Linked DNA regions of Mus musculus: regions 2, 3, 4, 5, 6 and 7 are each linked to region 1. A link is a contact called in public Hi-C, HiCAR-type, HiChIP or PLAC-seq and promoter capture Hi-C data. All regions are on one chromosome and are shown on one strand. Each heading gives the region's core, a stretch centred on a gene start, on an enhancer-like site or on the middle of the called end of the contact. The rest is flanking DNA. Distances are from core to core; before and after follow the strand shown.

Region 1 (3,917 bases), core at 428-2,927:
ACCTAAATGCACACGTTAACAGGTGCGAAGACACCAAGGTGTTACATAAGCACACCCCAACAACAACAACAAGGCTAGTCAGGATGACTACACAAGGGCCGATCTTCTGAGGAGCCTCACTGTTTGACCGCCTTGCCCACAGCACGCCCCACTCACCCTACACCAAAAAACAATGACAAGCGCTCCAGACAGCTTCAGGCTCGCTGCCTTTTTCTATCAGTGATAAAGTGATATGCAAGTACAGGAAGTTTGAGCGATGACTTTTCAACTGGAGATAGCAGCTGCAAAGGAGTATCAATACCCTAAGTTGTACAAACTCCGGATTTTATCAGGGAAATGTTACAAAACTTCCTTCTTCCGGACAACTCATTATTTGCCCCAAGTCTACATTCCTTTATTAGTCACGACCTTTCAGAATGCTTTCATCCCTTATTGTTTGAATAATATTGGGACTTTTGATGTTGCTAATAAACCTTACAGGGGCCCTTATCAAAGAAGCCAACCTAGGTCCGTGTCCCAAAACAGACCGGATTACAGGAAACTCGGTACTTGTAATTCCTTGTAAACAGATGTATCCTCCTCTTTTTTTCCGTCCACCTGTATACTTCTATCATACATAATTGACAGCAACTCGAATCAGTTTTGCAGAAATTTACTCTTGAGGAACTGGGAAGCCCCTACGTGTTATGTGTGATAGACACACGACAGTGAATCTCATTTACCAACTGCCACTGGGATCTTAACACCTCAGATCTGACCTCTGAGCCATATGTCAATAGGCTGTAAGTCAGGCAGAGTCCCAAAGAATAACGGGGGTGTGGGGGGTGTTACAAAGATGGATCCCACAAGATGTGTGTGTGTGTGTGTGTGTGTGTGTGTGAGTGTGTGCACCTCTAGCCTGTACCGATGGCCCATCAGGCAGACCCTAAAGAGCCATCTTCCCGGCTGGGACCCCACACATCCCCGCGGGCCACGGGGCCTGCTCCGGGGCTGTGGGAGGGAGGGGAGGCAGTGTCTGTCCCCACTTGGGAGTCCTAAACAAATGGAAGCAGAGCAAGTTCTCACTTCCTGATCGCCGGAGCTTCCCCCAAGGCCCCCGTCCCGCGCCAGTCACCGGGGACGGGGGTTTAAGAAAAGGAGGACCCCCAGGGGTCCCAGGGCCCACCCCGCCCGCGCCTCGCCACCCGTCCTCGTCCTAGCCCTCGCAGGGCCTTACACGGTGACGTGACCGGAGCCGCGGACCACCACCGGGTCGGGCGAGTACTTGAGCAGCTGCTCCTCCAGGGCCCGCTCCTCGTCCTCCTCCTCCTCGTAGATTTCATCGAAATCCGCCATCCCGAGCCGGCGAGCCCCCCGCCCGGGGCCCTGGCTCTGGGGCGGCCGCGGGGAACGGCTGGTGAGGCGGCGGGCGCGGAGGCCGCGGAGCTGGCGCTCGGCAGTGTGGGCTCCGGCTACTGAGGAGACCTGGTCCCGGCCGCCGCCGTTGCCGCCGCCACCGCCGCCATTACCGTGGGCAGGAACAACAACACAATGTCAACATCCGCCGGGGCCGCCACCCCCGCCAGCGCCGCCGCCCGCGCCAGCGCCGCCGCCGTCGCCGCCGCAACTCCGGCAACCACAGCAACAGCCCGAGCCACCCGCAGCAGGAGCAGCCGGCTACCGCATCGCGAGACTTCCCGGGAGCGCGGGCGGGCGCGGGCGTGGGCGCGGGCGCGCGGGTGGGCGGGCGGGCGCGTTCACGCGGACGGTCTCGCGCGCTCCCGGGACGCCGGCCTCTTCCTCCGCTTCCACCCGGCGCGGCCCCGCCCTCCGGCTCCAGGGTCAGCGACCCGGAAGGCGGCGTCTGTGAGGATCGGGGGCGCTGACCCCGACTCGACTCCTAGAGCCAGGCTGGAGTAATCTGTAGCCCAAACAACGACAGCGGGCGAAGCCCCTGGCCGGACCAGAGAATCTGACTGCCGGTTTAATAAAACGTTTTTAGTCCACGATGCGAAGCAGAGTTGGTTGACTTTGCCAACTTGAGATTAACAAAGCAGTGCATTCTCTTTTTTTTTGTTGTTGTTGTTTGGTTTGGTTTGGTTTGGTTTGGTTTGGTTTGGTTTGGTTTGGTTTGGTTTGGTTTGGTTTGGTTTGGTTTGGTTTGGTTTGGTTTGGTTTTTCGAGACAGGGTTTCTCTGTGTAGCCCTGGCTGTCCTGGAACTCATTCTGTAGACCAGGCTGGCCTCGAATTCAGAAATCCCCCTGCCTCTGCCTCCCAAGTGTTGGGATTAAAGGCGTGCACCACCACTGCCCGGCAAACAGTGCTTTCCTGTCTACTGTCCTACCTGATTTTCCAAAATATCTCCAAAGCCAAATATTCTGTCCTTTTAGCCCAGGTTGTTTGTTTGTTTGTTTGTTTGTTAACAAGAAATCTCACCATCAATACTACCTAACAAAGTTGACAAGTTCTCTGTGTTCCAATTAAGAAGTTGCAGTTGTATGCTTCGTCTCTCTAGTGAAAAATGTTTTCTCCACAAGAGGGGATGGGGGAAGGGAGGAACAGTGGACTCATGGATCACCTTGGACCTGGTTTCACAATCAAGAGTCTGCCAAGCATCCAAACAACATAGGAACAGAACTGGACTCCTACGGCAAACTGGACCATGGGGTAACAAGAGTTCCTCATTGGTCTGGAAAGGAAAGAGGAGTTGTACTGGACCCAGTGTCCACAAACAGTTCTCTACGCAGTGTTCGCATCCTTCAAGTTCGTTTACGGGTCTTTGTCCAAGCAGAAAACGTACAAAGGTTAACATGAGAGTGGAAAATGCTGGACAACTTAATCCTGGAAAGATCTGGGGAAAAAAAAAAGGGCAGTGAGCTAGGCAGGGAAAAATAGTCGATGCGTCAGACTTATGCTTTCCCAGATTTATTCATTCAATAAACACTGAACCTACTGTGTGGTCAGCTGTGTGTGTGTGTGTGTGTGTGTGTGTGTGTGTGTGTGTGTCTGTGCGCGTGCACGCGCGACTATGTATGTTACAGTCTCTGGCAGTAACTTTTCTGTCATTAAGGCAAGCAACCATAATTCTCTAGGGGGGTGGGAGTCAGAGGGTATGTCAAAGGCTCCAATGGAGCATACACACAGGAGGCAGCTTAACTTGGTAGTTCTGAAGGCTGACTTTGAATCGCCCTCTATCATTTCCTATGGGACCCTGGCCAAGTCCTTTAACCTCTTGGTCTTTGACCTGTCACAGGAAGACAAAAGTGCGGCGTGGTAGCACACATCTATAAAACCCTAGCAGGTGGGAGATGGAGACAGGAAAATTAGGCATTGAACATCACTCTATATAGCCAGTTTGAGCTATAATAGAGCCTTGTCTCTAAAATAAAATAGATATAATAGTACCTATCCCTTGGGCTACTTGACAGAGTCTCTTGATGTACGTGGAATGCTTAGAAGAGGGATATATAGTCACAACAGGAAACATTCTTGATTCTTCCCCGCTTCTCTGCCATGAAGATCACCACGTTCCTTTGGCATTGTGTAATGTTTCAGTGTCCGTGAAGTATTATTAGTTTCAGAGACCCTATGTGAACTTGCTCTTGATCCCGTGTGTATGTGTGTATTTAATACTCTCATTCAGGACTTCAACTTCAACACATTGGCTGCAGAGAGTTCCTGAGCCTCCTCCTTGACAGTAATCAAGAGCCCAGTGGCCACATTCAAAGAGTGGCTGCAGAAAGGATGAGGGAGGAGGAGGAGGAAAATGGGTCTGTTTCGGTCATGGGCCACACCCTGCATGCTGTGTACAACCCAGAATCCACCTCTCAGTCAACACAGCCGCTGAGCATCACCCAGCTGACAACTTTCCAAGGACAGAAGAAACTGGAAGAGCCCCTTCTTTCTCCAGCACCCTCCACAGATCCGTCTTCAGAGG
Region 2 (3,917 bases), core at 528-3,027, 1.9 Mb after region 1:
GAGGCAGAGGCAGGCGGATTTCTGAGTTCAAGGCCAACTCAGTTCCAGGACAGCCAGTCACAGAGAAACTGTCTCAAAAAAACAAACAAAACAAAAAAAGTAAGTATAGGAAACATAATAACATAGTGACAAGTCACTAAGAATAAGTTGTAGTTTGTTTGTTTATCGAGACAGGGCCTCATTGTAGCTATGGCAGGCCTAGGATTTGCTATGTAGCCTCAAAAGCTCCAGATCAGTTTGCCTCTGCAGACCTCTCCAGTGCTTTGAGCTAGTCACTGCACCCAGCAAGTTGTAACTAATTTAAAAAACAAAACAAAACAACAAAAAACATAGTCCCCTACACCATATACATACACACATTCTCAAAACAATTTTTTTGGGGGGAGGGGGGTTCAAGACAGGGTTTCTCTGTATATATAGCCCGGGCTGTCCTGTAACTCACTCTTTAGACCTGGTTGGCCTCAGAACTCAGAAATCCACCTGCCCCTGCCTTCCAGTTGCTGGGATTAAAGGCATGCGCCACCACAGGGTGGCCCCAGATGCTTTTTTTTAAATAAATGTATGCGGAGTATGTAGAATGTCAAATAAGACTCTGCAAAAGGACAACTTCTAGGCTAAGTCTGGTAAGAATAATCATTAGTGATGCATGTAGCACCCACATTGATAAAAAGGGTTACTGCCCAGCTCTGGTCTAGACATTGTTGCTACTGTATTGTAAAACTCCGTGATAGAATAGTTTTTGAAGAGAGACAAAACCCTAGTTTGTATTATTTCCATAATACTGTCAGTGAAGTCAAGAAACAAATTATGGAGGCAAAGGTCTTTTTTTCTTTGTTTGCCCCAAAGGCATCTCCCAATTTCTCATAGCTATAACTACTTTTAAACTCACGATCTCCAAACCTCTAACTGCTTTCAGGCTGACAAATCTGCTCAGTAGCTCTGCCCTTGCAAACAAAGCTCTTGCAAGCAGGAGGCCCCGTGCAAAACAACAACAAATAGAAAAACCTTCAAGTGTTGCAGGACCTTCAGCACCACCACCCTACAGAAGCTTATCTCTAGAACAGTTCTAGTTTCAAGGAGATCTGAACGGTCCCTTCCCAACCTGGCTAGTGAAAGCAAACTCCAGAGTAACTAACCCGCGACGAGAGATGCACATTCTTGGGAGCTAACCTGTAAAGAGCACTCGGGAGCAACGCGACAGCCTAAGTTAAAGTCTATGCAGGCAAAGTGTACCCCACCCCCACTTGGTCAATATCCTGAGTAGGTACTTGACTTGATTCTCGAGATTCACCCTCCTAGCCCTGATCCCCCCTTCCCAGTCATGATCCACCCTCATTGTCTTGCGTTCCCCGTAGCACAGAGCTGGGAAGCGGCTCGTGGAACTGTGCAAATACTTGCCATTCCACCCCCACCCCTCCATCCTGTTGCTCACCGGTGCTGTAGCCCCACGAGTCCCAGAGTGATCACATGCGGCACATCTAGCTGCGTGGGCCAGTCTCCAGAAGCGATGCACCCAAACACACCACATTCCTCGCGGATCCCCAACTCCTCCAGCTCCATGGCGCCTCGGAAAGCACGTGGAGGGACCTGCTGCCGCGGCGTGGTCCAAGCACCAACCAGCTGTCCGCTCCGCTATCGAACGCCTCAAGAGGCTCGCGCTACTGACTGCCTCCTTCCCGGGCGGGCTAGGTTCTCGCTACTGCGGCGGCGCGCTTCATAGAAGGGGCGTGACCAGTTCTGCCTCCCGCTCTCCGCCAATCAGCTAGGGCAAAGAGAGGGGCGGGGCTACGGAGTCAAAGAGGTGGGGAGGAGGCCGAGGTCAGGATCGCTACTTTCTCTGCACGTGGGAGGCTCCGTTATTTTCCCGCGCCCAAGGAGTAGGTGATGAGAGTGGCGCAGCTGATCGCGTGGGTCCCTCAGAAAACCTGAGCCGTTCGTGCCCCCTGGTCTCACGCCGTCCCCCGGCCGTCAGGACTTGGTCCGCTCCAACCCAGAAACCTCTCCGGCCAGCGGGGGCCTTGCAGCATGCGCGCCACTTTTTGGCTGCCTGCGGGGAGGGGCCGCCCGGAAGCGGGGTCGCGTCAGCGCGCCTGCGCGGCGGGAAGCCTGGGGACACGACTCCAGCCCCAAGCACAGCCAGCCCGGTACTTCGGGTTCGCCGGTGGGCTGTGGGGCTAGGGCGTGTCCTTGATATTGCACCTCCCTTTCCCGCCCTCTGATCCTGTGGTCGCCCTTGTTTTCCAGAACACTGCCCTTTTTTCCCGCGCGGTCTGCTCCTCTAGTTCACCTCGGATAATGGCGACAGCCGTAGGTGAGTAACTTGCTTTCGGACCCTAGGGTCCCCCAGCCCTCCGTCAGAGAGCTAGCAGGCTTGACGCATACACGTGCGGCCCCGAGGTCGGATGCAGGCCTTCCGACAAAGTGCCTGATCGGGTTCCCCAAGACGGCGCCTGGGGCCCGGAGCCTGCACACATGGTCCAGGCGCTGGAAGACGTGCGTTAAACTCTTAAGCACCCAGAGCCTATTTAAATAGCCAAAAGAAGGCCCCGGGACGGGAAGGAAAGTAGCAGAGTGGGAAAGTACTCTGAAGGTGAAATGGCCAGAAACTAACCAAGTGCCTAGAAACCTTGTAATAAGCAGATAAACAACCAAGAAAATCTATCAGGGTTTTTGTTTATTCTGGTAAAGTTAATATGCCAATAATCTCCTTTACTGCAAGTTTCGTAGTTTAAAGTGTTTGAAAACAGGTCCAAAATTTTTTGATCAGATGCTTCTTTGCAATCCCTGGAATTTGGGATTGTGGGCGTGGGCTAGTAACACCCTTAGGATATGGGTGTGGAGAGTGCAAAGTTACTTTATCCACTAACAAAACACTGTCTTGGAACAACACAAGTTTCTAGATTAATAAGGAAGCAGATCCTGTGGGCACTCCAACATTCTTTCCCACCTATGAAAACCACCCTGAAGTTTATAGGTAGTACAGCTCCATAAAATTGGGAATTAGGGCCAGACTTTTTCTGAGACAATCCACAGCGCCAGTACTTCTAAACTAGTAAAAATCTTAGAATCTAACCTCTTCCCCACATCTGATGTGGCCCTGTGCTGACAAGGGTCCGAAGAAGGTGTTCATATCTATAGTTTAATTTTGAATGGCTGTAAACTACCCTATAGATTCTGGGAACTGGACCTGGGTGCACTGTAAAACATCGGAGTGTTCTTAATTGCTGAGCAATCTCTCTGGCTTCTATTTTACTTTGTTGGTTTTGTATCCGTGGTTGTGTGCACTTGAGTACAGATGCACAGAAGCCAGGGCCTGTCTTGAAGCAGGAGTACACATGAGCCACCCAGTGTAACTGCTGTGAACTGAATTTGGATCAAGTATTGACTAAAACTCGTGTCTCCCATATTAAATCAGTATCTTGTGTCTGTTGCTCTTTAGTATTTAGCAGCCCAATGGTTCTTGGGTTAAATCTACATAGCTAATGAGTTAGTAATGAACTAGATAGAAGGCAACAGTGGGTCAGGCTGAGTATAGAGATTTTCAAGAGGACACAAACATTAAGGAAGTTAGAGTTCCAGAAAGGAAATTTACAGCTCAAAACTGGAGTTAGACCATGAGGGGCTTTTTAAACTTTGTTAATTCTTCTAAACATTAAGTTAGGAAGATGGCTATATTCATCTTTTACCTCACTGAACTATAGTGGAAATATTAGACAAGTTATTTATCACCAATGTCAACCAGAATCAAATTTAGCGTAGTTGAGGGAAAAAAATTACATTTATTTAGTGCTAATTAGAATTGTAATCTTAGATACCCAAAGGCAAGTAGGTTGGAATAGTGTATTTAGGGTTTTTTGTTGTTGTTGTTGTTTGTTTGTTTTGTTTGTTTGTTTTCAAGACAGGGTTTCTCTGTATAG
Region 3 (3,917 bases), core at 779-3,278, 1.9 Mb after region 1:
AAAAAGGATACAAAAAAACTGAAATGTGATTCCTAACTATTAAATTTTAAAGAACAAGACTATTTTGATACTTAGGGTATTTTTAAACAAATATTTCCATAAATCTAACTTTTATGTACACAAAAGATGATTTTCCACAAATGGCCATTAAACAAATCATATGATCTACATATAGTATGTTCTACAGGATATAGGGGATGAGTTTATTTTGGGATATAAGTGTAGCCAGGCGTGGTGGCACACACCTTTAGTCCCAGCACTCGGGAGGCAGAGGCAGACAGATTTCTGAGTTCGAGGCTAGCCTGGTCTGGTCTACAAAGTGAGTTCCAGGACAGCCAGGGCTACACAGAGAAACCTGTCTCAAAAAAAAAAAAGGGGCTGGTGAGATGGCTCAGTGGGTAAGAGCACCCGACTGCTCTTCCGAAGGTCCGGAGTTCAAATCCCAGCAACCACATGGTGGCTCACAACCATCTGTAACAAGATCTGATGCCCTCTTCTGGAGTGTCTGAAGACAACTACAGTGTACTTACATCTAATAAATAAATAAATCTTTAAAAAAAAAAAAAAAAAAAAAAAGAGAAGAAAAGAAAAAGAAAGAAAGAAAAAGAAAAAAAAAAGGCTATTGCAGTAGAGTATCTCCTGCTATTTTTGCCTACAGAAGACCACAGAATACCCAAATAAATTTTGTTAAGCGCCCAATTTTCCACATTAATGTATTATACATATTTTTACAAAAATCTAGTTTGAACCTGGGGATGTACCTCAGGAGTTAAACCGTCCTTGTTCTTTCAGAAGACACAGATTCCATACCAGCACCCAACTGGGGAGCTCAATACAGTCCATAGTTCCAGTTCTGGCTGATCCCACAGCCTTTGAAGACACCAGGCACGAACATGGTGCACTTACATACATGCAGGTAAAACACTGCTATACCTAAAATTAAAAAAAAAAAAAAAAGTCTGTTTAAAAGCTGCCTTTTCTCTAAAAAGCAAGCACGTGTAACTGCTATTTTCTCACAAGAAAATATAATCTACTAACATAATTCACAGCAGTAGAATAACAAGACTATAACTTAGGTTTTTTTTGTTTGTTTTGTTTTTTCGAGACAGGGTTTCTCTGTAGCCCTTGCTGTCCTGGAACTCACTTTGTAGATCAGGCTGGCCTCGAACTCAGAAATCTGCTTGCCTCTGCCTCCTGAGTGCTGGGATCAAAGGCGTGCGCCAACACGCCCGGCTATAACTTAGTTCTTAAAATGTCATTTTTATAACTAGCTACAAAACTCACCACACAAAATCTATAATTAAGGAGTTTTTCTACTTTGAATTTAAAAGCTCCCAGTGGCAAAATTCAGTCTTGTCCAGATATTCATGTCAGCCATTGAATTTTATGTCTCTGTCCCTGTCTTTGTCCCCCTCCCCTCCCTTCAGACTGACTTGGGCCATCGAGATGGGTCAGTGGAGAAACTAACTTGCCATCACACCAGAAAACCTAAGTGTGATCACGGGACTCACATAATGGAAGGAGAGAACCCACTTCCGAAAGGTCCTTTTTGTTTCTTCACCATGCTGCACGCGCACACACGCACAATTTTAAATTAAAAAAAAAAAAAAGAAAAGGAAAGAAAAACAAGTGAGCCATGAAAAGGGATGACCTAGCAAGCAAATTTCGTGTTATAGCCTTAAGATTAGCAGCTCGGTAATGTACAACTGTAAATAAAGCCATTTAATCACCAACAGATCCTGATCTTAAGGGTTCTCCCTATACTGGGCATTATATATATAGGTAAATTATCCGTCTGCATCTTATACTTCTCACGCAGCCACCTTAATTACAATCACAAAAGCCTCTCGTTGGCTCTCGGAACCACGCTAAGAGGTGGCGCAGCAGGTGACCGAGGTGACCCACACAGCCGCTCCAAGCTGGGGTCCGGCAGCTCACAAAGTCTCCCCGGGTCGCCCGCGCTCTCCCGCCCCACCTTCTCACGACAGCGCGTGGCGTGCACTTCCTAGCCCAGCCGCAGACGCTCAGCAGCCGTAAAACGGACCTCTGCGTCATCTTCGGGCGCCCGTGACGTCACTCCAGCGTCGGGGGGCGGGCTCTCGCCTACGGGGCTCCGCCCAGACGTGGCGCACAGGTCTCCGCCGCGTTTGGCCCAACGGGTTTGGTCCGTGCGGATTCAGCCCTGCCGCTGAAGGTGACGCTTCAGGCAACATGCCTGTGCGTCTGCGTGAATTTGAGTGTTCCGTGTGCCTGCAGGGGCCGATGATTCCCTGGAGCATAGTCCCAGGTGGTTGTGAGCCACCACATGGGTGCTGGAGACCTAGAAGGGACCTCTGGATGGCCAGTGAGCTTCCTTGACAGCAGAGCCATATCTCCGAGACCCGGAGTCTCCTCGTTCCTTAAAGTGCGGGTAGAAATATCCCAAAGGCTGAAGTGAAGTAATCACCGCCTAATTGGCGAGTAAATTTGGCTTATCCCCTCCACACCTTCTGGGAACATACTCAAGATTGGTTGCGACCGTCATGGCAGCGGTGAAGTATGCCAGGGAAGCCCCCTGTCAGAATGAAACTCCTAACTGGCGTTTGCAGCTATTTACAACACTTCCCTATGAGGAAACCCAGGCCTGTCTGAGGTCAACAGCAGTCCCTAAAGCCACTGTATGCCTGGATGTGTGTTTTTCCGATGGCACAATTATTACAATAAATGGGAAGGGTCACCACTGTGGTGAGTTACTGTGCCCTCGCAGAGAGGAAAGATGGGATTTTTGTCTTGGTTCCTGTTGGGGGGAGAGGTGGAAGTGGCTAAGCACTATCTACATACAGTGCCTTAAAAAACAAAGGAGTGTGTCCTTATCTGCTGGAAAACAGAAGCTTGTAAGGGTCCATGAAGAATGACACCCTGGACTCAAATAGTATGTAAACACAAAGTGTGTTTTATTCTGTAGCTCAGCATGGTGGGGTCGTCCCCATTACAAAGACACAGAGTAAAAGCAAATGAGCTCGCAGGCTCCATTGAAAGCACATTGGAATTCCAGGGTAGGAGAGCTTTATCTTACTTATCTCTAGGCATTGTTACTGGGAAGTCTAGAAATCTTTGTAGAGGAAGTCTGGAAACTGTTGCTGACCCATTGTCCTTACCTCAGGCTAGGTGGCCAGGCAGTCTCAGATATCAGGGCAGTTCTGACTAACTGCCTGAAGCCTTTTTTTTTCTTCTTCTTCTAGTAACTGATTTGCCTGACCTTAGGCCTAGTCTCCTAAACTGCTAATTTGAAGCCTGTCATGGAATCAGATCTGCCTTCTCATCTGTCCCTCCAAACAGTGCAGGAAATACCTGTTTGAAAACCACATTTTCCTGTGTACTATGGGCCTCGCCAAACACCTTTTTAAGTGTTGTATTTGTTCTCTTAGCTTTCTATTGCTGTGATAAAACATGACCAAAAGCAACTTGGGGGAACCAAGATTTATCAAAGCACTATCACTATCACAAGTCAGGACAGGAACTCAAGGCCTGAATCAGAGACTGGAATAATGGTGGTTACTGGTTTGCTTAGCTTGCTTTTCTTTCTTTCCTTTTTAAAAATTGTTTTATGTGTATAGGTCTTTTAAGTGCATGTTTATGCAACACATGGTGCCTGGAGCAAGGCCACAAAATGATCTTACTAGGTTGTCTAGAACCAGAGTTAATTGTTGAGTCACCCTGTGGATACTGAGAATTAAACCTGGGCCCTCTGGAAGAGCAGCCCACCTGCCCAGGGGTGTCATTGCCCACATCAGTCATGCAGCAAGAAGAATGCCCAATGCGACGAAGTGTTTTCTCAGTTGAGGTTCCCTCTTTCCGCATGACTCTAGCTTGGGTCAGGCTGACAAAGAACTAGCCAGCACACTTGACTTTTCTCTCTCTAGAAAGAACACCGTCTT
Region 4 (3,917 bases), core at 698-3,197, 1.6 Mb before region 1:
AGCGGACTGTGATTGGCCCTGACACCTTGCCTCTGACTGTCCTTGGTGGAGGCCACTATTTGGAACCTACACACTATCCCCCTACCCCGATCTGGGTAAATCTGTATTTTACTTGAAACTGGTCAGACTGAACCTAGTGGAAACAGCTGAGAACCAGCATAGGTTAGAATTCTGTTTATTTATTTATTTATTTTTCCTGGATACTATGTGTCAAGGAAGTGCTGAGAGCAGGGAGAAAGCGAACTGGCAGCAGGTCCTTTAGGTTTAATAGTCTCACAACCATAAAGTTTGCTGCAGATAAATCAATATAGCAGATTAATAACTAATATAAATCACGGGCTTATTTTAATTTACAAGTACCAAGAAGTAAACCTCTTTTCTGTGCAAAATAATATGGGAAACAAAACTCAAACACAACAAATATTATACATAAGAAAGTCTCAGAAACACGAATAAACTGTAGTTCTTACTATATTAGGCTGAAATCAGGAACAGAATAATGAACACAAAAAGACTTTGCCCAGAATAAGCACTTAAAAAAATATAGAAGCTCCCAACCCAGGAGCCTACAAGTACCTTCCTTTGTTTATGAGACTTGGCTAAGACTCTGTCCTGTTAAGGAGACCCAAAAGAATGCTCTATGAAGAGTTCTTGTCTTCAGATGCAATTCTGATATTTTGCAATTTGATGAAGTGAATCATATGCATTTGAATGACAAATATGAAAGATTGCGTTATTGGGATTCAATTTAATTACAGAGAAATAGAGGGCGATGAGATGGAACATATCACAGTAACAAACACAGTGATGTAGATAACAAGGACTGTAAGCTGTTTTGCGCTTGTAACATTTGTCCGGATTTCAGAACTCTACAACTCAAGAGCCTGGGCTGTAGAATTCAGAATCCTAACGCAGGACCCCTTTGTTATCTTTGGTCATATCATCCAGTGCGTGTGGCGGAATCTACAGGCTGTCCAGGCTGTGGTTGGGGCAAGCGAGGTTTGGACATGGAGTGTGTGTTTGCGGTGGGGGCGGGGCGCCCACCCTCGCACATCTCAGCGTTATTGCATTACCTGTGATTGTGGAGAACTGGTTTTCAAGTACTGAAAAACTCCAAGAAACAACAAAAGCAGTATTTAGGACACTTAACAATCACAACCCCATTAACGCTTCCCTCTGCTAAACAGCGGTTTGGCCAGGTTCGACTTATGTTTCTTAGACTTTTATAGTCAGGGGACCTGGCTTATCTTGGTGTCAGGCTGACCCCAGAGCCTAATGTGGCACTAGGTTTTTCTCTCGCTGTCTGGGGACCGCAGAGGTGTCTGACGTTCAATGCCTGAAGCATTCGAAACCTTTGGCGCAAGTAACGCATGACTCTGAATAATTGACTCTGAAAAAGAGGCGCATTTCCAAAGTTGAGGACAGAAAGGTTGTGGCATAAAGGGGAGGAAAGCGGAGATATTTTTCTTCTTCTAATTTTCCGCAATGGGAAACGATTGAGGAGAACCGGCGGGACCCGGGCGCGGGCAGTAGCGGGATCTGGCCGATGGCCTCCCAGGGAACACCAGTCCCTGTGGGCTGGAGCTTGGCTCTAGGTCCCTCAGGCTGCTTTGTTTCGGATGCTTAACCCAGGTTCTCGGCTGGGCTCTCGGTTGGTCTCCCGCTCCAGGATCCGCCCGCCACAGGGCGGGGCTTCAGGGTCAAGGTGGACCAATTCCCCAGTCTCGCCCCTCCACGCGCTTTCGGACCCCTGAATGACTGACAGCCGTTGGGTCCAACCTGCGGCTCCGAACAGTGGCCTCCACCAGGGGCGGTCGGAGGCGAGACGCCGGGGCCAATCACGTTGCAGTCTAGGGGGCGGGGCCTCCTTGCCAGCTGCAGGCGGCGCAACCAGCACTTCTTCGGTCAAATGAGAGCCGAAGAGGGGCGGTCCCCCGGCTGGGGTCTAGCCAATGAGAAGGGCGGGATGGGCGGGCCGGAGAAGAAGCCGGCGGTCCTCTGTTGCGAGCTAAGGTTTGGGGAGTCGGTAGGGGGACCGCGAGTGGAGCGCGGGAGCCCGGGCGGCAGGCGGGTGTGAGCTGCCCGAAAATGCACTCGGATGCTGCAGCTGTCAGTGAGTAGCACAGAGCCAGCGGGCCCGCACACCGCGTCCGCTCCTGCGCTCCCTTCTCCACTTCTCCGGTTCCGATCGCGCTGGAGTCCCTGGCCCGGGAGCGGGTTGAACCCCTCCTGGAGTCCGAGGGCCGTGACGCTGCGGGCGGCTGGGGCGGGGGCAGGGGCGGCGGGGAGGGGGTGGGGACTGGCTGGCTTTCCGCGGTTGGGGGAGGGGGGACATTCTGGAAGGCCGGGGGCCGAGAGTCGGTGGTGCACGGAGGTGGAGACGGCGGCGGGCGCTGGCAGCTGGGGTCGGGGGTGGTACGAGCGGGCAGGGAGAGGGCCTGCGGTCCGAGTACAGGGTGAGGCTTGCGGGGCCCGAGCCGTACGGTCTACCGGGGAAGGCGGGGGAGTGCGAGGGGAGAGGGGGCGGGGACAATGGGAAGGAGGGCTGGGGGCGGGGGCGGGAACAATGGGTGGGGAGCTGGGGCAGCGGCCGGGCCGGTGAGGGGATGGGGGGTGATGTAACGGGGGCCATGGAGTGGGAGACGCCGCGGTGGGATGGGAGAGTTGTGGAGTCCGGTGTGCGGGACGGCGGTCGGGAGTGGGGAGAGGGCTTGGGGGGCAGGTGTTGGGACAGGCGGTCCCCGGAGGAGTGGATGGCGGATAGGACTGCTGTGCAGTTTGGGGGCTGGGACAGGGGTCGGGGAGGGTGTGCGGAGTGAGTTAGGAGGAAGAGTAGGTGGGGAGAAGCGGGGACTGGGAGGGCTGTCATCTTCGGGTACGGTGCTCTTGGGGCGGGGTGGGGAGCGTTGGACTGTCCATTGGGGGAGGCGCCTCCTCCCTGGAGAGGCCCGGTTCCAGCCTAGGAGGGGACCACCATTGAGCCTCGGGGTGCACTGAGGAGAGGGGGCGGGGCCGGGTACCCGGGAGGTGTCCCGAGGCTGGCAGTAGCCTCCGCGTTCGGCGAGCAACGGGGAGCGAGGTCAGCGCGGGCTGGGGTTACAGGACCGGGAGGCCGCTGTCTGCGAGCTGACTCGACCCGCAGGGGTCCTGGAAGCGGGGTGGAGGAATTGGCGTAAGAGGTTGTCGGGGTCCCCGGCGGTCCGTAGGTTTGGCAGTGTGTGACGCAGTTCTCTAATTTCTGGCCATCAGGTGTAGAGGCTGATGCGTCAAGACCTGTTACCTTGTACGGAGGGCCGCTTTGGAGGCATAGCAACGCGCGTGCGAGAAGCTACCTCCGCCCGAAGCACCGGGAGGGTGCTTTAGGGGTTTCCTTTAGGGTCTGGCTCCCCGAGCCGGTGTAAAGGGAAAGGCAGTCTCGTGGAATTCTGGGTCTTGTAGTCCCAGCCGCCCTGGGCCGCGGTTGGATTGGGTGCACGTGGGTAACTGTGGAAACGAGTCCCAGAATTCAGCGCGCCCCTTGGACCCTCCTTGCTTGACTAACTCGTGCTTTATGCCGCGGAGACTCAATGCATTCTCTCCCGGGAGATGCCTGGGTTCCTTGGGACAGTGTCCACCGCAGAGGGAAAGCCCAGGCCAAGCCCTGGCCTTTCTCCAAGATAATTTACCCCTGCATCTGCCTTGGGGAGCGAAAGCTTAGTCTCAAATCATCCTGCACACGTTCGTTTTAAAGCAACGTTTACCATGGAACATTTAGAGCGTGTTCATTGTATGGACGTCTAGAGTGAAGTATATAGCCTTACATAAGTATGGAAACTAAGTAGAGATTCGTAATATCCCTTGTGAAGAAAATACAGATAACTGCACTGGGTATTTCTTGGGCTACTTGGTTTGTCCAAGAGTTAGGGGATTTTTCTTTT
Region 5 (3,917 bases), core at 588-3,087, 1.4 Mb before region 1:
ACCGGCAAAAGTGTCACCATATGTGAGATGAACTTTTTCCTGGGGCAGTGCCTCTGCAAGTGCTGTGCTGCTGCTGCTGGTGGCCCCCTCATCTTCCTCTTCCTCCCTAATTCTCCTAATTTTTCTCCCCTTCTTCCTCCATCTCCTCTCCATCCTCCTTCCCCAAGCTCTTCCTCCTCCTCTTCTGCGTTTCTTTCTTTTCTTTTATTCAGTGTGTGAGGGGCACATACACCATGATATAAGCGTGTGGAGGTCAAAGGACAACCTTTGGGAGTTGGGCCTCTCACTTTACCAAGATGGTTCTCGGGACTTAACTCAGGGACTAAGTTGTCAGACTTGGTGGCTGTCACCTTTATCACTAAGCCATCTTGCCAGCCCCTCCTGAACACATTTACATTGAAGCAGACTCAAGCTCCAACTGAGACCTGGGATAGAGGAGCTGGGGAAGAAGATACCAACATCTTCCTTTGTTGATGAAGCTGGGGGAGAAGCTTTTTTAAGGGGCAGAAGTGCCAGGACCCAGTGACTGACACAGCGGGGGGCCTACCCTGACTCCCAAACAGAATAGATTACAAAGTTAGTGGGATCCCAAACACAAAAAGCAACCTTTCATGTTCGAATTATAAAGTTGAGGGAAGCTGGTCATTAAGCCCAATGCTTGTTTCTCCTTAGCTCTCTTCAGGCAGGCCGGCTCTGGTTAGGGTAGCCAAGTGGGCAGACCACTGTAACTTTCCGGTAGAATAGAAGCTCAGAGCATCAAGATGCATGCACAGAAGAACTGAGACCCCTCTAACCCAGAGGCTGTAAGGGGTAAACTAGGAAAACCAAGGAATGGCTTCATTCCCAACAAGTCCACTTGCCTATTGTCATAGAGGATTTCCGTGCTTGTTTAGCAGATTTCAGGTCTGTTTTTCATACCCCCTAGAATGAGTCCTCGAATATTTAATAGGTCTGTCGCTAAAATGTTAGCCACTTAAGAAACTATTCCCCCGTTGCATATCAATTTCACTCATTCACTTTCTCCCCGCAGTGATTTCGAAGAAATGAAACTTTTAAAGAGAAACCAGCTTACTGGTTATTTGCAAAGGGAAACAACAATAAAGAAGTGACTACAAAAATAGCTTTTTATTATAATAAGTCACTTTAGCAACTACTTGCACGAGCATGTGTTCACACACTTCACCCGCACACACACTTATGTGCGTGCTTAAGTTACAGCTTGATATCTGAAGGGAAGCCTTTAAACTATTCTAGGCTCACAACGAAGACCAGGAAACACTTGATAACGCATTTCTTAAAAAGTAATCTTAAACCCACTAGACACGGGTCAGTTTTATATTAGTATCTGAATCTCCGAGAAACCACAGTGGGCGGGGAATGGCAGAAGCAAGACCTGGCCACGATCCACGCCAGGCAACAGCTGACCACCACTTGGCTGGCATCGGTCAGCCTCCCGGCCCCGACTGACGTTATTTTTATCCGCATGGTTTCTGGCTGCGGAGAGGCACGTCCAGGCGCAGGCTCCGCAGGCCATGACCCGTGTCACTCCCGCAGAGGGACAGCTCCGCTCTCTGGCCGGCCGGGAGCCGCTGCCCAGGATCCAGCCCGGCCTTCGCCAGCATCTTGGCTGCGGACAGCTCCCGCCCTGCGGCCCCGCCCTGCCGCCTCGCTCCGCCAGCCCAGCCCTCGCGCCCTCCGTCGTCCCCGCCCTCTGTGGGGTCGCCCGGGCCACCCGGCTTCCCAATCCCTCGGCCGGCCGCAGCAGGCTCACAGACCTGCTCGGTCGCTGCCGCCGCCGCCGCCGCTGCCGCCATCTTGGCCCGCCGCAGCCCGCGCTTGCGCTCTGGCACTGGGGTGGGGCTCACACCCTCGATGGCCACGCCCTGTCACGCCCTCGCCACTCCCCCGAAAGAAATCCAGAGTGGGCAAGATTCTGTGTAGGTTCACATCCTTGCAGGGCGGTCCCTCACGACCGTAAGTCGCCCGCGGGTTGCATGGGTGTGGCAAGGATCTCTGGGGCATCCTCAAGTTCTTCGGAAAGGACGCCCTCAAAATCCAAAACATGCCTTTACCTTTATATCAACTCCCCGTCTTGGGATACTGTCCTGTCCTGAGCTGTGACAAACTGCAAGGGAGTATTTGAGTGTACTGGTGGGTGAGACTTGGGTGCAGATCAAGTGGAAACTTTAGGTAGCTTAAATCAAACTAGTCTCTTCCCCCTCAACTCCTCTGGAAGCCTGTGAAGTCAAGTCTGGCACTTTCTTTGAGGCATTAGAGGCAGATTGTCCATTTAATATTGGAGACTATATTAGGTCCTTAGGAACCTAACTTGACTCACAGTGAGCACCAGGAGACAGTCAGGTGCACATTGGTTGCTCTCTGCACTGATTAAGTTGAAAACAATAGAATGAGTAGCATCCTAAGTTCAAGAACTCCTCAGATGATGAGTAGTTTCTACAAACTACCCTAGGCCACCCAAGGGAGATGTCTGATTCAGCTTTTTCTCTCCAGGTACTGGGTCATTTTGCTTTTCTAACTCAGCTTCCCTGCTTCGCCTACTTCTGATGGCTGGCTGGCTGTGGAGTTAAATACTCTGACACACAGCAAATGTCTCCCAACCTTCCCCCTCTCTCATGCCTGATTTCGGATATAAGCTGTATCTATGTGGTCATTTGCCTGGTCCTGTCTTCTTCCCCAACTGCTAAAACTGCCTGGCTCTATCACTGGGACGAACCTGCGTTTTAGTCAGGAAGACTATGTAAATCACAACCCACAGGTTTGAAAGTCGGCGGTGTCTGGGTAATAGCTTGGCTCTGGTCCCATTTATCAACTTTGACAATAAGGCTTTTGACTGCTCCTGGGTTCCTGTGCCTCACTATTCACTATGCTCAAGTCGTTTCCTTTTTCTCTGACAGCTATACTCCTTTGTGTCCCCCAAGAACCCACCAAATGTCACATTCTCTTCAGAGCCCCCATACTCTGATTAGCGCTACTCTGTTTCTAACCTTGTGTCAGTCTCAATCACTCACAATAATGGAACTTATTAAATGTCTTCCAGAGCTGCCTGGCACTCCAGATTCTAAGCAGATAAGAAGCCCCACCTTGCTTTTTTTTTTTTTTTAACATGTCTCCACATAGGTACTTTAATAATGGATTTTTCTGAAGTCAGATGGACCTTGACTGTCTGAAGATGGGTCTCTTCTCCTTGGATTCCTCGTTGCTGAGGTGTTACTGACAGGTCACCCACTTGTTCTCATTGCCAATGTGTCTTCTTCTGGCTGCTGTTGTTTTCTAAGATTTGATATTATACGTGTATGAATGTTTTCCCTGCAGATATGTATATGTACCACCTGCATGCCTGGTGCTGGTGGAGGTCAGAAGAGGCTGTTAGACCCCCTAGGACTGGAGTTACAGTTATGAGCCACCAAACATGTGTAGGGAACCAAACTCAGGTCCTCTGCAAGAACAGCCAATGCTCTTAACCTCTGAGCCATCCCTCCGACCCAGCATGACTGCCCTCCGAAAAACCCAACAAGCGGCTGAAAGAGTCAGAGGCAGATATTTGCACCCAACCAATCAATGGACAGAAGCTGCTGACCCCTGTGGTTGAATTAAGGAAAAGCTGGAAGAAGCTGAGGAGGAGGGTGACCCTGTAGGAGGACCAGCAGTCTCAACTAACCTGGACCCCCAAGATCTCTCAGACACTGGACCACCAAACAGCATATGCTAGCTGATATGAGGCCCCCAACACATATACAGCAGAGGACTGCTGGGTCCCGGTTTAGTCAGAGAAGATGCACCTAACCTTCGAGAGACTGGAGGCACCAGGGAGTTTAGAGGTCTGGTGGGGTTGGGGAGGGAGAGGGTAGGGACATCTTCGTGGAGACAGGGGTGGGGCTGGGGAGGAAGTGTGGGGT
Region 6 (3,917 bases), core at 628-3,127, 1.3 Mb before region 1:
CAACTTCCCTCCAGCCTGTGATGAACTGATCCAGAGGTCCTGAGTTCAATTCCCATCAACCACATGGTGGCTCACAACGGTTACTGAATGAGCCTGGAGGCCAGAGTACACTTGGGTATGCTAATAGGCACCACAGACAGCCATTTATTCTGAGTTTCTTTTAGACAGTTTCATAACAGAAGTGTAACTAGGCAGATATGGGTGATATTTCTTCTGATTTTTTTTCTGATTCTCTATAATGAACGTGTGCTAATTGGTTACATTCTTTGAAAGTCAATAGAAATTTGTTTTTTTTTTTTTTGAAAAATGTGTCTGCAGCACTCTCATTTGGGAATTAGTGATCCATAGCAGGTAAGAACACGAAGCAAATTATATAGTCTCTGTGGGAGCTCATTTAAACTTGTCAGAGCTGTTAAATTCATTAGGTTTTAACTGACATTTAACAGCAAGGGTGTCTGGCCCAATGTAACATAGCAAGGACTTGGAAAATTAGGGATAACAGCATGCAGATTTTATTTCAACAAAGCACACTTGGTTGGAGGAAGCAGGGCGTGGAGGAGCGTTCCTAAGAAACACCTCAGCACTTTCATGGCGCTCCTTCCCAGAGTCACAGGGAGGAAGCAGCCAAGAGGACACACAAGCACTGCTGGTGTTCCTGCAGACTCTGCCCCTGGGGAATCATTATACATAAATCCTAGGTTGCTCTGCACCTTAACACTGGAGGACACAAAGCTTTCTCCTTGGTTGTGTTTTCCTGAGCTGAGAATAGAAGAGACCGTGGGCAGTCAGGGAACAGTTTGCCCGCTGCAACACCAACCCAATAGAAACAGTCCCCTCCTCCAGAGGTGTCATGATGATGGACGCACGCATTTTGCATCCACTGTGGAAACCTCCACAGCTTTGTCAGACGTAGAGTCATAATACAGAAGAGGCGACTTGCCAAACACCTCCAGGGCAAAGGTCTCTGAAGCTCTACCAACTGTAAGTCTACCAAGCTCTATTACCTGTCAACCGCCTGGAATGCTGCAGCCGCACCTAATTATTCCCAGCTGTGCTGGCTCCTGAGCGTCCCTTGGCCCCGCCCCGTCTGGCCTCCCTGCCCTCTGCTTCCCTGTGTGGAAAATGTATACACCATACTTAAATTCCCTCTTAGGTCTTGGGGGTCTGAACAGTGTCTCTCTTCCCAGCACCAGTGGGCAGGATGGCCTTGCTTCGATGGGATGTCTCCTTTCCACCCCAAGGCTGACCTTCTCCTTTGTCCACACTAACCAATTACAGCTGTGCACACAAAGGCAGGCACACTGTGCACTGAACCCAACTTCTCCCCTTAAACGCCTTCTCTGACATCCCCATCTCCTTGGTTTCTTAGTAAGGATCGGTTGATTAGAGATAAAGGAATTTTCTTCAGGCTGGGGTCTTTGGACATGCATCCTTCTGCCTTTGTGACCAAGAGGATTGATGGAATGTCTGGAGTTAGGACAAAAAATACCTACAGCAACAAGACGCCATTCCTTACAAGCCACTGAATGAGTTCTCCCTAACTAAGACCTGGGTTTCTTTATTCTTTTGTAAAAGAGCCATGGAATCCTCAAGAGGGTGGACAGGTTTGGTAAAATCTCTTCCATATTTGAGCTAAACCTTAGGATGCACAGAGGGCAGGAGTAATATCCTGAGTCTGACCGGTGGGCCGGAATAGCAACATCAGAGGTTCTCAAACATCAGAACCACCCAGAGGCTCTGTCCCAAGGGTGTTTGAGTCAATGGGCCTGGGGCAGGGGCTGGCTTTTACATTTATACCATCCTTCCGATTGAGACACGCGGAGGACCACCATTCTGCGTCGTCATACCATAGAACTCTTCAACCAAGACTCTGGGATGCCGGGAGAGTGTGAACCTGGGTAGGAGAGTGAGTTACACAATTGGACCGGCGCTTCTGAGCTTTCAGAGTCTGAAGCACCTGAGGATAGACTCCTGGGACTGCTGCAGCGCTGCATGGAGGCTGCTGGCGAGGCGCAGACAATTTGCGCGTGAGGTGTTTCATTTAGGATTCTGGGATGGAGTCCTGGCAGCAAAATTGCACTGTGAGGGCCTCCCGGAGACCGAGTGAGTAAGCTGTGAGTGGTGGTTTCCACTCTTTAGTGGCAAGCACAAAAGAAGCTTGGAGGGCCTGGAAGACAAGGGTCAGTCATTTCCCAGCTTTGCCGATAGTCTATTCCCACAGCAAGGGCTGTGACCTCACAGAGAGGTCTCTAGAAGTGACATTCACCAGGCCACCATCCTAAACAGTTCTGGCCCCCTCTCTACCTCTTGGCTCTGGGGCAATTCCTGCTCTGAGAGGGGAGATGCTTAAAGAGCAGGTGTTGATAATTACCAGAGGCCCGCGGTTTCCCCACCTCATCTTTCAAAGCATCCCAACAGGCAGGCCAGAGAGATGGAGCTTTCTTGAGTATCGTGGTTTAGTCTGATCACAATGACTTAGTATCTATCTGTTCTGCAGCTTTGGGAGGCGGCAGCGGAGGGAGGGGATTAAAAACAGCTATTCTCTTCTAGAATGTCCTTCCACGGAGGCTGTGCACATGATCAGTAGCATGCATGAGGGCAACCCAGAGTTTCCCTATGTGTTCAGATACATAAGGGAAGCTCCTTCAGGACCTGGACATTCACAGCCTGTCGAAATGACACCTGCCCACCAGCTTCAGTCCATTCTTTTGGCTTCTGAAGTCCCTTGACTAACACGTGACATAGCAAGCCACCGGATCCATCAGGCTAGCCGACTCTGAGGGTGCCTCAAATTTTCTCACATTTGCCTCTCTGTCCGGATAAGTCTCCAGCTATAGGGTAGCAACCTTTGAAATGATGTCCCTCATCAATGTCTCTTTCATCTTTTCTTTGGACACACCCACTTACCACCATTAGTCTCTACTTGGAAATCTCATGCTGCCTACCGAATAAGCTGTCTGCCTGTGACATTTGTTCTGTGTTACTTTTCTTCTTAGGAGTAAACATCTCTTTCCCCCACATAGACAGTGACCCTGAAGCAACCGAGGCATCTGTCAGTGAACCACATGCATCTAACGTGCATAGGTGACCTGGGGGTGTGTTGGCTCGATTGTAAATATGTGGGTGATGAGGCTGTGGTGATCTGTATCGGTGGTTCTCAACTTTTAGTGCTGCAGCCCTTTAATACAGTTTCTCATGTTCTGGTGAACCCCAACCATAAAGTTATTTTCTGCTACTTCATAACTATAATTTTGCTAATGTTATGAATTATAATATAAATATCTGTGTTTTCTGGTGGTTTTAGGTGACACCCTGTGAAACAGTTGTTCAACCTCCCAGAAGGGTCGAGACACACAGGCTGACAATCAGGGGTCTACACTGGTTGTCATCCTGACAGGATCTAGAATCACCTTGGAGATGATGAACCTAGATGAAGGATGAATCTCTGCGCATCTCTGTGAGGGACTTTATAAATTAGGTTAAGTGAGGTGGGGAGATACACCCTAAATGTGGGTGACACTGTTCCACAGGCTGGGGTACCAGGCTGGATTAAAAGGAGAAGGTCAGTGGAGGAGGGCATCCACTGCTGTCTGCTTCCTAGCTGTAGATACAATGTGTCAAGTTACCTCACACTCTGGCTGCCCTGAAGGCTCCTAAAGTACTCATAGATCTACGCCAACACAAACCCACAGGCTCTTACGCTGCCTTAGCAAGGTCTTCCTTGTTGCAGCAATGAGGAAAAATGAGACAGGAGTTCAACTACAATTAGGGACATCAACAGTGTGGGAATATTCTACCTTCCTCCCTGGCTCTCCCAAATTCTAAATTGGAAGCTCTCAGAGTCACAACTGATAGACAAGGCATGAGTTTCAAAAGGTAATATTGGCTTAGCTCCAGGACATCCTCTTTCTTGGCTC
Region 7 (3,917 bases), core at 901-3,400, 1.3 Mb after region 1:
CGACGAAAGGAAAAAAAAACTATAAAACTATAGTTTTTAAAAATATAAAAAGGAGGCACTATACTACCAAAGAAGCGCATTCCAACTTTAACGCCAAATGCAGTCATCAAGGGTTAGCAAGTTTTGAATTTGCCTGTGATTTCAGCATCGTAAAATGTAAACAACAATCAAGTTCACCTAAACTTTCTCCAGTTTACTTTTCAAATATTAAGAGAAAAAAATAGAGAATGATCAAAATTCCCTATAAAACCTGTTTATAAATCCATAAAACATTAAAAGAATAAGACTATAAGCACATAAAGCATTTCATTTTCCACCCTTTCCCATAACTATTGGTTTTCTAGTATTTATTCTAGGACTTCCTCATATTGACGAGCAACACAGGCTATATGTAGTCTATATGTGTACACACACACACACACACACACACATATATATATATACACACACACACACACACACACGCACAAATATGGACATATAGATTATATATAGTTACACATACAACAGGACACAATTCAGCTTTCTTTCACTATATGACAATTTTTTGTGTCCTTTTTTTCACAGGTGATCCTGCCAGTTCTTCAAGCTAACCTAGGCACATGTTTCTTTCTCCTAAGATTTTAAAACAAACCAGATTTCAAGTGTTCTGTGGGACTCAGAGACAGTCACGAATTAAGTTACAGCCTATTCATTTTTTTTCAATCAGATATGAATGGGGATGGTCTGTAATTTTCTCTAGTCGCTTTTAAAACTACAACAATGCAATCAAGGGAAATTACCTTGCTGGTGATTTTGGGAATCGTTGCCCTAGTCCAATCAACAACGCCTGTAAAAGTTTCTTCTTGTGCTTTTCTTTCACTGCAATAGAAAACACCAGAGTCTGTTGTTTTTAAAGCATCTAGAAAGGCTTCATGCAGTGTGTGGTTCGGCATTGCAATATCAAAACACCACGGCCTGATCTGTCATCTGTCAGGTCAGAGGCCAAAGCTCTTCCTTCATCTTTCAGGATTCTGCTGACTACCTCGGACTTCCACAGCGGCAGAAAACACCCCACAAAGATACAAACTTCGTGGCGCTACTCCCGGTACCGGGACAGCCAGGACCACATCCAGGACGGCCAGCCCCACAGGCAGAGCGCGGCCCGGCGCGGCGCACGCGACTCGAGTCGGACACCCGGGGCCCAGAGCAGCCCGCGGCCCGAGCCCCGGAACCAGGACCATTAACGGAACCAGCCCTGGGCGGCGGCGGCCGCCGCTCGGACTGCGGATCCCGGCGCGCGCCGGCCGCCGCGAGGGCGGGGGCTCCGCGGAGGAGCTGGCCGCCCCAGCGCCCCATTGGGCGCCGCTCCAAACGTGCCCGAGTGGTGACAGGAATAAAGTGGGTCACAAGGCCTAGCGGGTCCCGGGCGCGAGCGCTCTCGGCGGCCGACTCGGCCTGCCCCGCGCTAACCCCGCGCCCAGTCTCAAGCGCGACGCGGCCCCGGAACCCCCGGGGCCCGCGGGACCCACCGCGCCCCCCTGCCCTGCAGGTAACCCCCAGCGGCCCCGGGACACTTGGCGCAGGCCCGGCTGAGCGCGACTCTCCAGAGCTCCGCGCTCTCCGCGTCCCCGGACCCCGGCCGCAGCTCCTGCCTCCCGGCCTGGCCCGCACCCCCTTGGCGCCCCGCGCCCTGTTCCCTGCCCCGGTCCCACACACTGCCCCCCGCGCCCTCCCGCGTCCTCACCGTGCCTGAGGCTCCGGCTTCCTCCCTCCCCCGCCCGGGACTCTGCCCGCGGCGGCTCGCGACAGCCGAGCGGCGACAGCCGGGACACGCCACGGCTCCGGGAGCCGGCAGCACCAGGGGCGGCGAGTGCGCGCCCCCGACCCACCCCTCAAAATTCACCGCTACCGCCGCGCTCCTCCCCCTCCCGGCCTTCCCCTCCTCCACGGAACCCGGGAGCACGCATGCGCCACCCAGGCCAGCCGCCCGCCGCGCGCCGGGCCGAGGCCCACCCGGTGGGGCGCACTCACCGGGAGCGCGTGCGCGGCGGCGGCCAGATTTCCTTCGCGCTCTCGCCGTCCGGGGTTTCCTCTCTCCAGCCGGTAGCCGCCAGCCGAGTCCGTGATTGCGCTGCCTCCCGGCGCATGCGTCGTGGGCGCGGGGCTCCGCGGCCGGCCAGGCTCTGCACTCGCCCCTCCCCTCGCGGCCGCCTTCCCTCAGCGCGCCGGGCGCGCATGCGACTTTCCCCGTTAGGCAGCCCCGAAGCCGCGCCTGGGGATCCCGGGCACCCGAGGAAATCCCACTCTTGCAGGCCGGCGTGAGCTCGTTCCACGGCCGCCGAGGGAAGCCGGGATGCCCCGAGGCCCCCTTCCCTTCGCAGGCCGGGAGGCGGGGCCTAGCGGAGGGTGCGGCCGCCCGCAGCGCCCTGGGCGGCTCGCGGTTCCCCGGGATGCGGCGCTCCCAACCAGTGGGAGCCGCCGCCTGGAATGGTGCCTCTGTCCCCGGGAAAGCAGAGAGCTTGGCCTACGCCAAGTTAGACTTCTCCAGCCCAGTGCTCGGTTTCCTCTCCTGGAGGTTCGTGGGATGCCTGGGACTCGGTTTCCCGGCTCCTAGAGACACGCTAGGCTGGCTGCTCCCCGAGATGGACCTGGACGACCCAAGTGACCTCGGCTGTAGCCAGGGAAGCAAAAGGTCGGGATGTGTTTGCTCCTTTTATGAAAAGGCAGGAGGCACTGCAAAAGATGAGCATGGCGCTACGGATGAACCAGGACCCTAGTTTACACTGGTTTCTTAGCTACTGCACCCGAATTACTGGGAAAGAAGCTAATTCATAGCAATTTCTTTTAAAAATCAACTCGTACAGCAAACAGAAGGCAATAAATAAACCTATACTCTTTAGCTCCAAAAATCCTGTCTACAAGGTAATGTTTGTCTCAATAAGAATTAAGTTCTTGGTGTATATTCAGGAAAGAAAAAAAAAAAAAACCAACTTCAAAACTAGGAATTAGCTGCGATCCCCCCCCCCCCCCCCCAGCAATGTGAACTAGGAGGAGAATCCTCAAATTCCTGGCTACGTAGCCAGAACCCTGCCAGGAGAATCTTTCCTTGGCAGTCTTTGTACCGTTTCGCCATCGAAAGGCACAGTTTCTGCTGTCCTAATCCATCTGCTGCTCGCTTAGGTTCACGTCCTTTGAACCCACCCATTCTCCACTCTGTCCTTGTGGTCCAGGCAGGACACTGTGGAGGAGGAAACCTTGGGTTCTCTGTCTCAGGCTGGCAATTACTGCCAAGAAGATTGTTTCCCAGTGAACCTGATACTGAAAGAAAATAATCTTTTCTTGTGTGACTAATGAAAGAGCAGGCACCACGAAGGGAAAAACCAGAAAACAGATTAAAACATGGTGATATAGCCTAGATGCATGAGCGCTGAAATCGATGTGGGCTAGATTCCTTTGGAAAGTTCAGTTAAAGTAATCAATAAACTCGTGAATGTGTTTGTTTTATTGCTTAAAACCAATAAGAGCTTTTCTGCCATCTACAAGTTAGTGTCTTGATCACTGGTAGTAAAAAAGGGGCAGGAGGTAAGGGTACTGAGGCTGGTAAATAGGTTGCAGCCAAATGAATTTGAATGCTTTCCCTGGGTCAAATGTTTTGGCTTTATTCATTCTCTTTTTCTATTATAGTTCCTCTAGTGTGTGTATACACACTATATACATATATAATATATATACATATATATATATATATATATATCAAAATGACCTTTGCCCCCTTTAATGGTTTCATTGTCCTCTTAGTCACCTGTGACTCCTCCCTCGCTCACATTCTCTGTTTAATTATTTACCAAGACCTGTTGATAATCCCTTGATTTTCTGCTCAGTCCTCTGTCACTGTCTGACTATTTCCCACGGTTCAGTTTACGACTTTTCCCTCA

Evidence for each region. Promoter capture Hi-C pulls out the DNA fragments that hold promoters and counts their contacts. A called contact is a pair of places that touch in the nucleus more often than the background predicts. HiCAR-type assays count read pairs that join an accessible place to other places. HiChIP or PLAC-seq counts read pairs in DNA pulled down with a chosen protein or histone mark.
Region 2: a FOXA1 HiChIP or PLAC-seq map of pancreatic cancer cells shows a contact between it and region 1. The contact joins the promoter of Paics here to the promoter of Chic2 in region 1. A contact is called at or near these places in 2 of 39 promoter capture datasets (liver and pre-B cells) and 1 of 115 datasets of contacts at active chromatin or transcription factors (pancreatic cancer cells).
Region 3: a contact with region 1 is called in a promoter capture Hi-C map of pre-B cells, with 3 times the contacts expected there. The contact joins the promoter of Aasdh here to the promoter of Chic2 in region 1. A contact is called at or near these places in 1 of 39 promoter capture datasets (pre-B cells) and 1 of 115 datasets of contacts at active chromatin or transcription factors (pancreatic cancer cells).
Region 4: an H3K27ac HiChIP or PLAC-seq map of thymic regulatory T cells shows a contact between it and region 1, with 11 times the contacts expected there. The contact joins the promoter of Dcun1d4 here to the promoter of Chic2 in region 1. A contact is called at or near these places in 2 of 39 promoter capture datasets (hippocampal neurons and liver), 1 of 115 datasets of contacts at active chromatin or transcription factors (thymic regulatory T cells) and 1 of 9 other capture datasets (embryonic stem cells).
Region 5: a HiCAR-type map of astrocytes shows a contact between it and region 1, with 5 times the contacts expected there. The contact joins the promoter of Sgcb here to the promoter of Chic2 in region 1. A contact is called at or near these places in 4 of 39 promoter capture datasets (embryonic stem cells, hippocampal neurons, pre-B cells and 1 more), 1 of 484 Hi-C or Micro-C datasets (muscle stem cells), 4 of 115 datasets of contacts at active chromatin or transcription factors (astrocytes, embryonic forebrain, large pre-B cells and 1 more) and 2 of 9 other capture datasets (adipose tissue and liver).
Region 6: a promoter capture Hi-C map of hippocampal neurons shows a contact between it and region 1, with 4 times the contacts expected there. The contact joins the enhancer-like site here to the promoter of Chic2 in region 1. A contact is called at or near these places in 3 of 39 promoter capture datasets (the 3T3-L1 cell line, cranial neural crest and hippocampal neurons) and 2 of 115 datasets of contacts at active chromatin or transcription factors (fibro-adipogenic progenitors and forebrain).
Region 7: a Hi-C map of liver shows a contact between it and region 1, with 3 times the contacts expected there. The contact joins the promoter of Clock here to the promoter of Chic2 in region 1. A contact is called at or near these places in 2 of 484 Hi-C or Micro-C datasets (LSK cells and liver).

What each region holds. Positions count from the first base shown.
Region 1 is chr5:75,042,964-75,046,880 of GRCm38.p6, forward strand. It overlaps Chic2 (cysteine-rich hydrophobic domain 2), which reads right to left and starts at 1,678. Exons shown (of 6, transcript NM_028850.5): 1 at 1,217-1,678. The coding sequence starts at 1,335.
Region 2 is chr5:76,949,525-76,953,441 of GRCm38.p6, forward strand. It overlaps Paics (phosphoribosylaminoimidazole carboxylase, phosphoribosylaminoribosylaminoimidazole, succinocarboxamide synthetase), which reads left to right and starts at 1,778. Exons shown (of 9, transcript NM_025939.3): 1 at 1,778-2,311. The coding sequence starts at 2,296. Ppat (phosphoribosyl pyrophosphate amidotransferase) reads right to left here and starts at 2,054. Exons shown (of 11, transcript NM_172146.2): 1 at 1,433-2,054. The coding sequence starts at 1,560. It overlaps LOC115486295 (a long non-coding RNA gene), which reads right to left and starts at 1,426. Exons shown (of 2, transcript XR_003955939.1): 1 at 1-1,426.
Region 3 is chr5:76,903,448-76,907,364 of GRCm38.p6, forward strand. Aasdh (aminoadipate-semialdehyde dehydrogenase) reads right to left here and starts at 2,029. Exons shown (of 16, transcript NM_173765.4): 1 at 1,976-2,029; 2 at 762-933.
Region 4 is chr5:73,489,079-73,492,995 of GRCm38.p6, forward strand. Dcun1d4 (DCN1, defective in cullin neddylation 1, domain containing 4 (S. cerevisiae)) reads left to right here and starts at 1,948. Exons shown (of 11, transcript NM_178896.5): 1 at 1,948-2,113. The coding sequence starts at 2,089.
Region 5 is chr5:73,645,900-73,649,816 of GRCm38.p6, forward strand. Sgcb (sarcoglycan, beta (dystrophin-associated glycoprotein)) reads right to left here and starts at 1,838. Exons shown (of 6, transcript NM_011890.5): 1 at 1,776-1,838. The coding sequence starts at 1,814.
Region 6 is chr5:73,781,849-73,785,765 of GRCm38.p6, forward strand. No RefSeq gene overlaps it. Among named protein-coding and RNA genes, the nearest start is that of Gm34960, 21 kb to the right of the region's middle. Within about 2 kb of position 1,878, at least 33 of the 459 cell types and tissues checked have an H3K27ac peak or open chromatin away from gene starts, as enhancers often do.
Region 7 is chr5:76,302,642-76,306,558 of GRCm38.p6, forward strand. Clock (circadian locomotor output cycles kaput) reads right to left here and starts at 2,151. Exons shown (of 23, transcript NM_001289826.1): 1 at 2,014-2,151; 2 at 783-861. It overlaps Gm7467 (predicted gene 7467), which reads left to right and starts at 2,235. Exons shown (of 1, transcript NR_152171.1): 1 at 2,235-2,886.